4 separate regions of the Sus scrofa genome follow, and all the other regions are linked to region 1. Evidence: chromatin contacts called from public Hi-C, HiChIP or PLAC-seq and promoter capture Hi-C data. All regions are on one chromosome and are shown on one strand. Each heading gives the region's core, a stretch centred on a gene start, on an enhancer-like site or on the middle of the called end of the contact. The rest is flanking DNA. Distances are from core to core; before and after follow the strand shown. Region 1 holds the start of PPM1L (protein phosphatase 1L). Region 2 holds the start of NMD3 (60S ribosomal export protein NMD3). Region 3 holds the start of TRIM59 (tripartite motif-containing protein 59). Region 4 holds the start of SMC4 (structural maintenance of chromosomes protein 4).

What was found. Promoter capture Hi-C pulls out the DNA fragments that hold promoters and counts their contacts. Hi-C and Micro-C count contacts between places; a contact is called where the count stands out from the background. HiChIP or PLAC-seq counts read pairs in DNA pulled down with a chosen protein or histone mark.
Region 2: an H3K27ac HiChIP or PLAC-seq map of skeletal muscle shows a contact between it and region 1, with 6 times the contacts expected there. The contact joins the promoter of NMD3 here to the promoter of PPM1L in region 1. A contact is called at or near these places in 1 of 5 promoter capture datasets (fetal liver), 7 of 47 Hi-C or Micro-C datasets (heart right ventricle, liver, mesenteric adipose tissue and 3 more) and 2 of 2 datasets of contacts at active chromatin or transcription factors (alveolar macrophages and skeletal muscle).
Region 3: a promoter capture Hi-C map of liver shows a contact between it and region 1, with 1.9 times the contacts expected there. The contact joins the promoter of TRIM59 here to the promoter of PPM1L in region 1. A contact is called at or near these places in 1 of 5 promoter capture datasets (liver) and 1 of 47 Hi-C or Micro-C datasets (heart right ventricle).
Region 4: a contact with region 1 is called in a Hi-C map of skeletal muscle, with 4 times the contacts expected there. The contact joins the promoter of SMC4 here to the promoter of PPM1L in region 1. A contact is called at or near these places in 1 of 5 promoter capture datasets (fetal liver) and 4 of 47 Hi-C or Micro-C datasets (heart right ventricle, liver and skeletal muscle).

The regions. Positions count from the first base shown.
Region 1 is chr13:100,440,469-100,443,716 of Sscrofa11.1, forward strand. It overlaps PPM1L (protein phosphatase 1L), which reads left to right and starts at 1,977. Exons shown (of 4, transcript XM_021069737.1): 1 at 1,977-3,140. The coding sequence starts at 2,742.
Region 2 is chr13:100,923,242-100,926,036 of Sscrofa11.1, forward strand. It overlaps NMD3 (60S ribosomal export protein NMD3), which reads left to right and starts at 1,444. Exons shown (of 18, transcript XM_021069741.1): 1 at 1,444-1,600; 2 at 2,169-2,225. The coding sequence starts at 2,182.
Region 3 is chr13:100,131,647-100,134,594 of Sscrofa11.1, forward strand. TRIM59 (tripartite motif-containing protein 59) reads right to left here and starts at 1,471. Exons shown (of 3, transcript XM_005669954.3): 1 at 1,283-1,471; 2 at 239-315.
Region 4 is chr13:100,076,887-100,079,955 of Sscrofa11.1, forward strand. It overlaps SMC4 (structural maintenance of chromosomes protein 4), which reads left to right and starts at 1,263. Exons shown (of 24, transcript XM_005669952.3): 1 at 1,263-1,472; 2 at 2,595-2,738. The coding sequence starts at 2,600. IFT80 (intraflagellar transport protein 80 homolog) reads right to left here and starts at 1,262. Exons shown (of 20, transcript XM_021069731.1): 1 at 857-1,262.

The DNA.
Region 1 (3,248 bases), core at 727-3,226:
GCCTTTCATGAATATTTGCTGCTGTCATCAATGTAGTAATGTTGTGGTCAGGCTGGATTGGCTCTTAGGTTTGGAATTTTTTTACCTGGGCCGGGTTTGACTTTTAATTTTGGAGTCTTGTTCAACTTATCTGCAAGTTGTCTTTGCCATAGAGAAAAAGATTCATGTACAGAGGAAGTTATAATATATCCTAAAACCCTTTGTAATTTACAGTAAGAAATACTGTAAACTTACCTTCGTAATTACGCTAATGCACTGCCTTTGCTTTATAGCTCCTAAAGCCTTTTGAATTCATTTATTTCATTTTGGAACCTCATGCCTTAGGACTTTTGAACAGAATGATCTAATTTATTACTAAACTTTTTTTCCCTCTATTTATCAGGTAGAAAATACCAAAAAGTGCAAGAGACCATATCTTAGTTGCCAAAAATAACACACTAGTAACTGCCTTTCACATTTCCTTCCTTTCCTATGCATATGTACATAATTGAGATCATATTGTACATGCCATTTAAATGCCAAAGTTTCCATTTTTTCTTGGTTAAGATGGCAATCTATGACTTTTATAAAACCTTTGGAAAAGTTAAGGAAAACAGAAGTTCAAAGCAGAAAATGAAAGCCACATATAATTCGCTACTGTAATTAACCATTGTGAACATTTTGGTGTATTTCCTTCCAGTGTTTCATCTCTTTTTATTTATTTTTTGGCTGGGCCTGCAGCATGCATAAGTTCTGGAGCCAGGGGTCCCACCCGAGCCACAGCAGTGACCATGCCTAATCCTTAACCGCTAGGCCAACAGGGAACCCCTACTCCTTTTTATTTTTATTGTTTTCTAAACGTAATGGGATCACTCTAAAGTAGGAGTGCTTGGGGAGAGAGACACTGGCTGGGCTGGGAATCAGTCAGCCTCCACTCTAGTCCAGCAGACTGGAAGCTGCAGATCAGCACTCCTCTTTCTGGACAGGGGTAGCAAGTGTGAATATTTTCCTTTAAAGCTCACTGGTGTCCATTTTCTAAGCTGATTTGCGCATTCTTCTTTTTCCCCGACATCCTAAGGCCACAGACACCTGCCCATATTTCAACAAGTTATCTTTGATGCCTTCTGGAAGCCCATTCACTTCTGCTTATTGGGAAGTCTCCTGCCATTTCACCTTCTGCGATGACAGAGAAGGTGGTAGGAGGCCGCGAGTTCGAAACTTCAAAGGGAACTGCAAACCTGAACAGCAGAGTCAGAGCTCTCGCCAGCAGCAGGGCCTCCGGGGCTCCACTAGGACACTCTGTGTGTCTCCGTGGAAGGGTTGAGACCAGAGATGGCCTTTGTGGCTAAGTCCTAGCTCCTGGGGCGGCGGTAGGTCGAGGAGAGGCCAGTCCATCCGCGTTGCTCCTGAGGTATCATCAGAGCACACTTCCACGTGGCTCTGAGTCCTCATATCCTGCTGTTCTCGGGAGGTGTTTTCTCGTCGAGAGAGAGCTTTTGGGCCAGACGCTCGCTCTCCGCCTCTCAGCAGATCCAAGCAGGCCTCAGTTACAGAAAATCAAGGGACCGACCCTCTCCTCCTCCCTTTGCGAGCGTGGAGAAGTGCGTCCCTTCTCGCTTGCCTTATGCCTGGTGAGGCGGGGACCGCACTACCGTGCCGCCAGCCGGAGGGGGGGACGCTCACGTGCGGCCCTCTGCTTTCCAGCCGGTAGCAGTTGCTCCAGCGAAACCGCCGTTCAGACCGCCATGGTCAATATTATATTGTCCGGAGAGTTCGCACAGGAGGCAGAAACGACCATGCGTTCGAGCTCGGCCTCAAACGCGCCCCTTTCCGCCACCCCCCTCTCCCTTTGCCTGGACCGTCCGCAGCTGCTAGCGCGCCAGCAGCTGCCGAGCTGCCTCTGCTTTTGACAGCTCCACTAGAGCACCTCCGGGCCTTGAGTCTGGCTCAAGGGGCGGGACGGGGCGAGGCGGGGCGGGGCAAGCGCGCGCTGGGCGGGGCGAGCGCGAGCCGGAGCGCGAGGAGGGTGCGCGCGAGCTGAGCCGAGCTGAGCGGAGAGAAGCTGGGAGGTGCTGGGGAGAGGCAGGCAGAGCCCCGCCGGCCGCCTGCGGCTCCGCGCCGATCGTGCTGCGTCCCCGGGCTCCGCGTAACCCCACTTCTGCCCAGGCTCTAGCAAAACTTTTATTCTCTGGGGCTCCCCGGGGTGTGTGAAGGACTCGGAGCGATCGGCCCGCTCTGCGCTCCCCTGCAGCGGCGACCGAGGGGACGTGCATCCCTCGCCTGCTAGGCTCTCGCGTCCCGCACTTCCTCACCTGCCGATCGCTCCGCGGAGCGGTGAGGGCACCCGAGGAGGGGCCACGCGGGCGCCAGCACCCCAGAACTCCCCCGCCCACCGCGGCAGATCCGCTCGGCTCAACTTTAACTTGATCCTTCTCGTCCAGCCTCGGCACCCGCGACTGCTGCTGCCACCGCCGGCGTCTTGGCCGCCGCCGCCTCACAAAGGGAGGCGGCGCGGGCGGCGGGCACAGGCGCGGGTGCGCTGGGCACGAGCCTCCGGGCAGCCGAGGCCGGGAGACAAAAGGGAAACTGCCTTGTTCGCCTTGCCGGCTCCGAGCTGCCTGCTTATCTGCCTCCTGCTCCCCCCACCCCACTTTGCTACTGCTCCGCCTCCCTCCCCTCAGGCTGTCCCCGCAGTGCTCCGGGACCCAGCGAGCCTTCGGGGCGTGCGTCGCTGCTGGTGGTTGGGGCTCTAGCGATAATAAATGATAGAGGATACAATGACTTTGCTGTCTCTACTGGGTCGCATCATGCGCTACTTCTTGCTGAGACCCGAGACGCTCTTCCTGCTGTGCATCAGCTTGGCGCTGTGGAGTTACTTCTTCCACACGGACGAGGTGAAGACCATCGTCAAGTCCAGCCGGGACGCCGTGAAGATGGTGAAGGGCAAGGTGGCAGAAATCATGCAGAATGACCGACTGGGGGGACTCGACGTGCTGGAGGCCGAATTTTCCAAGACCTGGGAGTTCAAGAGCCATAACGTGGCTGTATATTCCATCCAGGGCAGGAGAGACCACATGGAGGACCGCTTCGAAGTTCTTACGGACCTAGCCAACAAGACGCACCCGTCCATCTTCGGGATCTTCGACGGTCACGGGGGCGAGGTAGGAGTTCTCTGAGGATTTGAATGTGTGTGCGTGTGTGTGTGCGTGTGTAGACAACAGGAGAGTTGTGTGCACAGCGGGGTAGGACCTGAGTGCGAGGGGTGTGGT
Region 2 (2,795 bases), core at 194-2,693, 480 kb after region 1:
GAGAATAGACCTAGACTGCTCTCCATGAGCTTGAACTTGTGGAACAGTGCTGTTAGCACTCTTACAGGGGCATACACCTCCTGTAAACATTTTATAAGACCATACCTGAAGGAGGAACCTCTATTTCAGACTTACAACTTCCAGACTTACAGCTTCCAGAACTGTAAGATAATAAGTCTGTGTGTTTTTTTAAGCTACAGAATTTGTTATATTTCATTACAGAAACAATGGAAAACTAATACGAGGTGTTTGAGCTTCATCTTTAAGGTCGAGTGTTTCAGATATAAGCAAAGGAAGATTACTTCCTTCAGGACCTGCCAGTTGGTTTGTATGTCTGAGTGCTTAGGAACGTGACAGGTTATGTCATGGTCAGATCCTGAAGGGTCTTTTCTCTATGCAGAGAAATTGGAAATGCTCCAGATCATGACCACTCAAGAATTAAAAAAAGTGGAGTGTAACAAAGCCAAATTTGCATTTGGAAGGATGGATTGGAATCTGGAAATAAGGAGGGGGAGATTACTTAAGTACCCTAGGCAGTAACTTGGGGGTCTTCTTTGTTTTTATTTTTTGTTTTTTGTCATTTTAGGACCATACCTGTGGCATATGGAAGTTCTCAGGCTAGGGGTCCAATCTGAGCCGTTGCTGCTGGCCTACCCCACAGCAATGCCAGATCCTTAACCAACTGGGTGGGGCCAGGGATCCAACCCACATGTTCCTGGGTACTAGTCCGTTCATTACCACCGAGCCACAACAGAAACTCCTGGGAGGCCTTCTTTGATCATGTTCTATAAGATGACCATAATTATTCCTTGAAATTTGGGATTAGAAGACAGAAAAATGATTGCCTTCTTCAAATATTTGAAATATTGTCATGAGAAAGAGTGATTAGACTCTTTCTGATCTGCTCTAGGGTCAAGGTATATATAGTCATAAGGAAATATTTAGTGCACTTTCCGGAAGCACATTCTAATAATTAGATTGGTCTAAAAATAACAAAGACTTCACAAATAATTATTTCTTACATATCCTTCTTTCATCTATTCAACAAATATTCGTTGGAGCAGTTAGGATGTGGCATTAGGAATATAACAGCAAACAAAATAGACAAAGGCACTGCCCTCGATGGAGTTTAATTTCTCTGTATAATGTAGTACCATTTATCTACAACTTTTATATAATCATTTAATCAAGAAGCAAGCTCCGAATAGGGATATCTGAAAAGTGACTTATATACTGGCTTGAGTGAGCTCTGGCCAGGGAAGATCGGGAAGGATGATAACCAAACAGAAGAGCTGTAATGTTTCTTTAAGTCTCAGGCGCCTTAGGACAAGAGAGCCCCACCTCCTCCCCTCCCCCCGCCACTCCCCCTTCTTCTCCCCTTCCCCCTCCCGACTCCTCCCCTTATTCTCCCCACCGCTCGCCACGCCCGCACCTTTCTCCGCCCCCACCCGCTGCTGTGACTCGCTGCTCTCGGCCCGCGGGATCTCGAGCTCTTCTCGCGAGATCGTCACCATCCCGGAGTCAGCTGTGGTGGCCTCTGACTGGGCGTTAAGTGTGCGTTCGTTTTGGGGCACCTCTGGATCTGGCCCAGAGGCATTAAGTAGGTTCTGGGGGCCGAGACCTGGGCTGCAGTCGCGCGGGTCCCTAAGAAGGAAGGGGACAATTCCCTGAGTTGTGGGCCGACCTCGGGCCGCGTGCTCAAAGCGTGTGGGCCGGCAGCCTGGAGCCCGCGTGAGGTGTCACTCTCAGGGTCGGGGTCGGGTGGAGATGGGGGTTGGCCCGCAGGCGCGGTGATACCGCCCGCAGACTCCTGCAGTATGGGTTCTAGGCACTCCCGGTGCCGGCCTGGGGCCGTGGAGTTGGGGGACTGTCAGGGCGGCCGGACCCAGCCAGCCCCCTCTTGCCTCTCCGTGGGTTCGCCCGGGTTGGCGCCAGGTGACGCTTGAGGTCAGCGCCGGGTTCAGTGGCTCGAGGGTTTGTAGAAACCTCCGAAATTCGCTTGGTTCTGTTAGAGAAATCACTTTCTTTCAAAGGTACTAGGTAGAATGTGTTTTTTCTCATTTGTTGCTTTGCGAGGCTTGGCTGCCTTATTCAGAGGCAGAAGATTTGTATAAACGGATGAGTAGACGAATGTCTAAATCTTAACTATTTTCTCTTTTTAAAATCAGGGTATACAGAAAAATGGAGTATATGACAGAATCCATCAACCGTACACCTGGACACATGTGAGTCGCATGCCTTTTCCCCCACTCTCCTTAAATTTCAAAATGTTAAAGTGAGTCTGAAACTGAGTGTGGGCAACGCCTTTCTTTTGAGTGAGGGGATTTTTCTGTCTTAAGTGGGAAAAATGAAAAACTATTTCTTGAGAAAGTCGAATTCAGTTTTCACTGGAAAGTTTGTGGTGGTAAATACTGCTTTTAAGAGTGTTAAAATAGTCACTATACATTCTGCTAGATTGGCATCAGCCATAGACTATACGTAGCTTTTTAAATTTTAAGTAATTAAAATGTAGTAAAATTAAACACAGTTCTGGAGTTCCCGTCGTGGCGCAGTGGTTAACGAATCCGACTAGGAACCATGAGGTTGCGGGTTCGGTCCCTGCCCTTGCTCAGTGGGTTAATGATCCGGTGTTGCCGTGAGCTGTGGTGTAGGTTGCAGACACGGCTCGGATCCCACGTTGCTGTGGCTCTGGCGTAGGCCGGTGGCTATGGCTCCGATTCGACCCCTAGCCTGGGAACCTCTATATGCAGCGGGAGCGGCCCAAGAAATAGCAACAAAAAAGACAAAAAAAAAAA
Region 3 (2,948 bases), core at 221-2,720, 310 kb before region 1:
ATTTCTAGGAGGACAAACAAAACAGTTAATAGTGACTAACGACTAACTTTAAGCTATAGATCAGATTAGGGAGTTGTTTACTTTTCACTTTATGCTCCATCTATATGTTTGCATTTTATACACCCACCAACATATCTTTTTTCAAAAGATTTAAATTTTTCACCTTACAGTTTGTCATACACTCAGTAAAAATTTACTGAAAATTTCTTTGATATTCACTTAATTTCCCAGAACTTACCACTTTGTTGACCTTCTGGTTTGAAGACTGAATATACTCTATCTTCTCCAACTTTTTCAGATGGTTTTATTCTTATTCTAAAATAAAAATAACTTTAATGTTCTGGATTTACATTCTCAAAAAAATACATTAAATACGATATCATAGGGAATGGCTGTTATTTCACTGCCTTTGATGTTTATGCTCTCTAAGCCTGTGTTTTCAGAAAAGTAGTGACAAACATCAAAAGCTGTGGAGCAGCAGGAGCGGCACCAACTGCACCTGGAAAATCCCAATAATCCTGTGACCAAGTAAGTTGTCACAAAGGACCTCTTATTAGAGCGTCAACTAACTTCGGAGCTCTTGAAAATATTCGCCAACAATGGTGATGAGGGAGCAAATATTCACGGTCATTTCAGACTGCTGAAAGCTAGTCGGAAGACAAGAAGCATCCATTTAAGTGAAGATTTTTGCCAGCTTAAAATTATAAATCTTGATTTAGGTTATTCCCATCAATACGTCTGTTCATCTCTTGGTTCAGCCATTTAAATGTTGAGAGATCCTGGGTCAGTTTTACTTAATGCCTCTCAAAACTGAGGTCTCACATCTGTAAAATGGGCATAATTACACCTACTCCTGTTAAATCCAATGAGAACCTCTCGAAAAGAAGAGGCCTAAAACAGCGCTACCCTTCCCATCCCCTACCCCAAAGCTAAGGGCAACTCCCCCCCTCCCGCCGCGGGGTCTCTCTCCCAACGCCCCGGCTCCCTCGGCTCCGAATCCCCGCGAGGTCTCCCAGCTCGGCGGAGCCCCGCTCCTCCCACCCTCACGCCACAGAAGGGTCCTTCCTCACGAAAACGCAGTTCCACACCGGAAGGGGGCAAAGAGGTTCTTCAAACGCTGCACCTGGGACGAACGAGAAGCGATGCGGCACCCAAGCCAGCCCTCTCCATCATTAAGCCCCTCGACTCTCCTCCAAACCCCGCAGGACACCAGCCTGCGCTACAGGGGAAGAGAGGGACCCAGAGCCGCCATCTCCAAAAGAAGAGAAGCTCTTAGACTCACCGTGGAGACGAGCGAACCAGGTACCTCCACCGGCTGAAACAGCTCCACAACCTGCAGTGTGAAGCTAAGACCTGCGCAGCGTACCCGCCCTCCTCCGCCCTGAGGGCCTTCAGGTGCCCAGACGGGGCGGGGCTCACGAGCCTTACAACGCAGGCGCAGTGTCCCGGCAACCTTCAACTGCGTGGCACCAGCCAATGGGAAAGAGCGCGGGGCCGTGGTTCGAAAGTAAACTGCCGACAGCTGGGGCCGGGCGGGGCGGGGGCGTGATCGCGTGGGCTGGGCGCGAGGACGGGCGTGGTTTCTGCGCCTGCGCACTATGCATGGGTTGCCACCCGGGAGCTAGGCAGGCGCGCAGCAGGGAGCCCTTCTGGCGGCGTTGACTCCTGCCTTGGAGGGCAACTGGGCGGTGTTGCAGGAGAGGCGGGGTCTAGCGGAGGCCGATGTTTTTTATAAAAAAGCTTCATACCACACCTTATTTAACCTGGATTTAAGCCGGCACGTCGTAAATGTAGACTTTAAAGGGCAGCGTCTTTCATCTGACCTCACAGGTTCCCTGAGCCCTGAGGGCAGACGCACCCCACTGGGCAAGCTCTGTCTTCTCCTGAACCCTGGTTTCCTTTTGTTTAGGGACTCTGGACACATAAACCCACCAAAGTAGTTGGTTCTAGCAAAGGAGGAGGGGGCTTCTGATTATTGAGAATTCTCGTGTAGTTAAAGAGAGCCGACTCTGGGAGAGCTAGTGGGACCTTAGGATTCAGGATCTCCCTGCATCTCTCCTTACTCTTCCTCCCGCTCCCCAGCCCCGCGCCCTCTTTCCACGCTGTGAAATTATTGCCTGGAGATGGCTGTTGCGCAGAATTCCTGACTTCCAATTCAATTTCTCCACCAAGTTCCTATTTCACTTTCTTAGTCCCAGACTCAGAAAACGCACAGTTCAGTAAGTCCTTTACCCTTTTTCTTGAGAAATCGTATCCAGCTGTATGTGGCTCAAGACAAACTCATCACAGCTTGCCTCTCTTAACAGCAGATAGAAGTCGATCACGTGTGCAAAATAGAACTGTTAGCCTCCATATACTGTGTATTGCCAGTACTTTCAGATCTTATGCTCTTATGCAGTAAATTACAGAAAAATAGTAAACAGAATAAATCACACTAAGGTAATAGCAGTGAGTCTTGAGTCAACCTCCTATATGTTTACCAATTCAGCTACTGAAAAGATTGCTTATGATGTGTGGATTCCACTGTAATGTGGTGGAATATATACATGTAGGCTTTATTGTGCACACAAATTTTTTATTTAAACATTGGTGTCATCCTGATAAGGAGTTTTCCTTTTTGTCAAAGCAATACGTTAATATCTTTCCATAGCAATAAATGCAGCATACTTTTATATTATTTTCTCTTTTAAAAAATGTAAGAGTGGGCGTTCCCGTAGTGGCTCAGTGGTTAATGAATCTAACTAGGAACCATGAGATTGCAGGTTCCATCCCTGGCCTCGTTCAGTGGGTTAAGGATCCCGCGTTGCTGTGAGCCGTGGTGTAGGTCACACACGTGGCTCGGATCTGGCGTTGCTGTGGCTGTGGTGTGGGCCCGCGGCTACAGCTCCCATTGGACCCCTAGCCTGGGACTTCCATGGGCAGCGGGTGCAGCCCTAAAAAGGAAAAAA
Region 4 (3,069 bases), core at 13-2,512, 360 kb before region 1:
TACTTACTTAGAATGACAATTTAAATTCATGCATAAAGAGGATTTATTGGGGGTTTAGTATGTCAGGCACCAAGTATTAAAAAGCTAAAAGGGGGAATAAAAGAGTTCCCAGTTCTCCATGTCAAGTACTTTAGAGCTGCTGAACAAATGCTTATTGGAGGTAGTCAAATCAACCAGTGGTTAACATTTGGGGGATTAGGATCGTGTTTGAGAATTTGATAAAAGTTCTGGGAAACTCCTCAGAAAAATTCACAAGCAGACATAATTCTGTACACAGCTAAAGGGGCAAGGGGTTGGAGATGGAGAGTGGAGGAGAGGTGGTATGAACAATCGCCTACCACCAGATCCATAAACTCCAGGTTAAAAACTCACTAACAAAACTAAATTCTCTGGGAACAGAAATACTACCTTGATAATCTTTCTTATGCCTGACACAGTGCAACGTGTACAAAGCTACTTAATATTTGCTGATCGATAATTTTTTCATAAACATATGATACGAGCAAATCGTTTCTTCTATTACGGAGTCTTTCAGCCAAATAATTTTAAAAGCCAGAAACCCTCTTTCGCTAGTGACGCTAACGACCTAATACTAATAACTCGAAATCCTTATTTTGCTATTTACTACAAGATCATTCACCAATCGAGGTCTTCTCCTTGTTGTCCCCCTACTCTCTCCAAAGACTTAGGGCTTCCTCTGCATCCCAAGAGCTACGTCCAGAGCCCCAGTGCTCCAGGGAGATGGAAAATAACTGATGCTCCAAGCTGCAAACACCCTAAAAGCAGGAAAAGTGGGTCCAGTAATGGCCACAACCTCTAAACTCTTTCCTCACTTCGTCCAGAGATAGAGATTTACCTTAAGTAAGTTCCAGGAAAGCAGTGGCGATCGCTCTCACAGGGGTGCTACCAGTTACCAAGAAGCCTCGGATCTCTTCGTCACCATAGCGACTTCTGAGAGCAGAGCGAACTCCCTCTTCCCGCGATACTTCCCGCCGCGTCACCCGAGCGGGCCCGAGACCCCGCCCCTAGCGAGCCCGCCCTCTTGTTAAGGAGCGTTATTGGGCTTCTGTGCCCGTTGTTTAGCTGTGGGCGGGGTCCCATTCTGTTTTCTTCCTCTTATTCAAAACTCCCAAAACTTTTTAAAAATATATTTTATATGAATGTTGTTGTCCATAGGCCCAAGGAAAACATTGCTTCGCTTTTCTTTTTCACTTAGAAATGTCCTCTGCCGCCAGGGTCCCGCCAGCATTTCGCGCATGCGTGTAAACGACATGAAGATGGCGACCATAATCGCCGCAGTTTTTTCAAATTAGTGGGTCCCAGAAAGCATTGCGCGCATTTGTAACGAATTTCCGTTCGAGTTTGTATTTTAGGCGCCATTTTCGAGTGAAGGACCCGGAGCCGAAACACCAGTAGACGCGGGGGGGTTATACAACCGTTTCCAGCCTTGGTCTGAGTGGACTGTCCCGCAGGTAAAGTACCTCTTTTCCTGGTAGAGTTGTCACACTCTTACTTCCTGCCCCGTCTGCCGGCACCTGGGAAGAAAAGGCCTTGAGCTGGAGCGGCCGAAGTCTAGGCTGAGGCTGCCGCCGGGAGGTTTCTCTCGCTGTCACCCCTCCCCCCTCAGCCTCTCCTCAGCATTCGGGGCTCCCGCGCGCTTCTTCTGGGCGCCACTTCTTTGAGCTACTTGGGCGTCGCTCAGGGGACGCGAGGGATCGGGGCTTAAGCTTCGTGGACTTCTTCTCAGAAAACTTGGTCCCGATCGGACTGTAGGGTTTCCCCTTGCCCCGGCCCCCTGCCTCTCTCTCTCTTCTCCCAAGGGACTGATTACCCGATCTGAGCCCTTACTGGTGACCTTTCCTGGTTTATTGCCTAGCGGGAGTCTGCCGCGGACACCGGAGGTACAAACCCCTGCTGCCCCAAGGTGATTTGAACCGGAGCCGGCACTGCCGGCCTCCGATTTGAAAATCGCGGGGGTCGACCCCATCCACTGGTCCCTATCGGGCAGTCGTGAGGACACCTCAAAGCCCGCGGGCGGTCAAGGGCTCCTAGAGCTAAATGGCGAGGAGAGGATAGTGGGCGGCGAGCAGCCGGTTCTTCGCTGCTCTCGGAAGTTGAGAGCCCCTCAAGCCTAAAGTTAATACGAACTCTTCGCTCTCAAAGTGTGTGCGCTTGTATTCCTAGCCCCGGGAGCGTGGGCATGTCGGTAAACGCCAGTTTACTTCGTTTAGAAATTACGTTAGAATATTCTTATACCCTTACCTTCGTCGGGGGGATGGGAAGGGAACTTTAGAAAATAAAAAGAACTAAGCTTGATTCCCCAAGCACGTCTAAGTTTTCCCACTTGCTTTGGACTTAGGAAAACGGATCCCGCCTTCTTGGCACCTCGAGGGGTTTTGTGCCTTCTTTCTCGAGGACCCGCTGGCGTTGAGCAGGGTTTTTAAACGGGGCTTTCGGAAATAGATGGACGGAATTTTCCCCGGGTTGGGTGGGGTGGAGGCTGGGCCCATCCCACCGCCGGGCCAGCGGAGAATGGACCCTCAAGGTCCTGCGGCTCGCGGGCTGACTTGCCGCCGGCTCTTTCTCGGCCCCAGCGACCATGCCCCGTAAGGGCACCCAGCCCTCCACTGCCCGGCGCAGAGAGGAAGGGCCGCCGCAGTCCCCGGACCGCACCAGCAGCGATGCGCAGCCGGAGTCGCCGCCCGGCTGCTCGGAGAGCCGGGCGCCTGCCACCGCAGGTGAGTAGCAACCGCGGGAAAGCGCATGGGGGATCCGGGTGTGTCCGCGCCCAACCCAGGACTGTCTGGTGTCTTGGGGCGCGGGCAAGAGGGGCTTCGGGGTTGCGGTGCGAACATCTCGTGTCGGTTCCGTAGACCCACTGAAGAAAGCGGTCTGGCGAGTTTCACAGATTAGACTATGCAGTTTCGGTGTAACGGTCCTGGAGGGGGATGGAGGCGAGTAAACAGCTTCAATTCTTAATTTCTGTTTATTGTCTTCTGTTTCCGCGGAAATCGACACTATTAGCCAGTAGTCAGTGGACTTTCTTTCAGACGGAGGCGGCGTGACTGT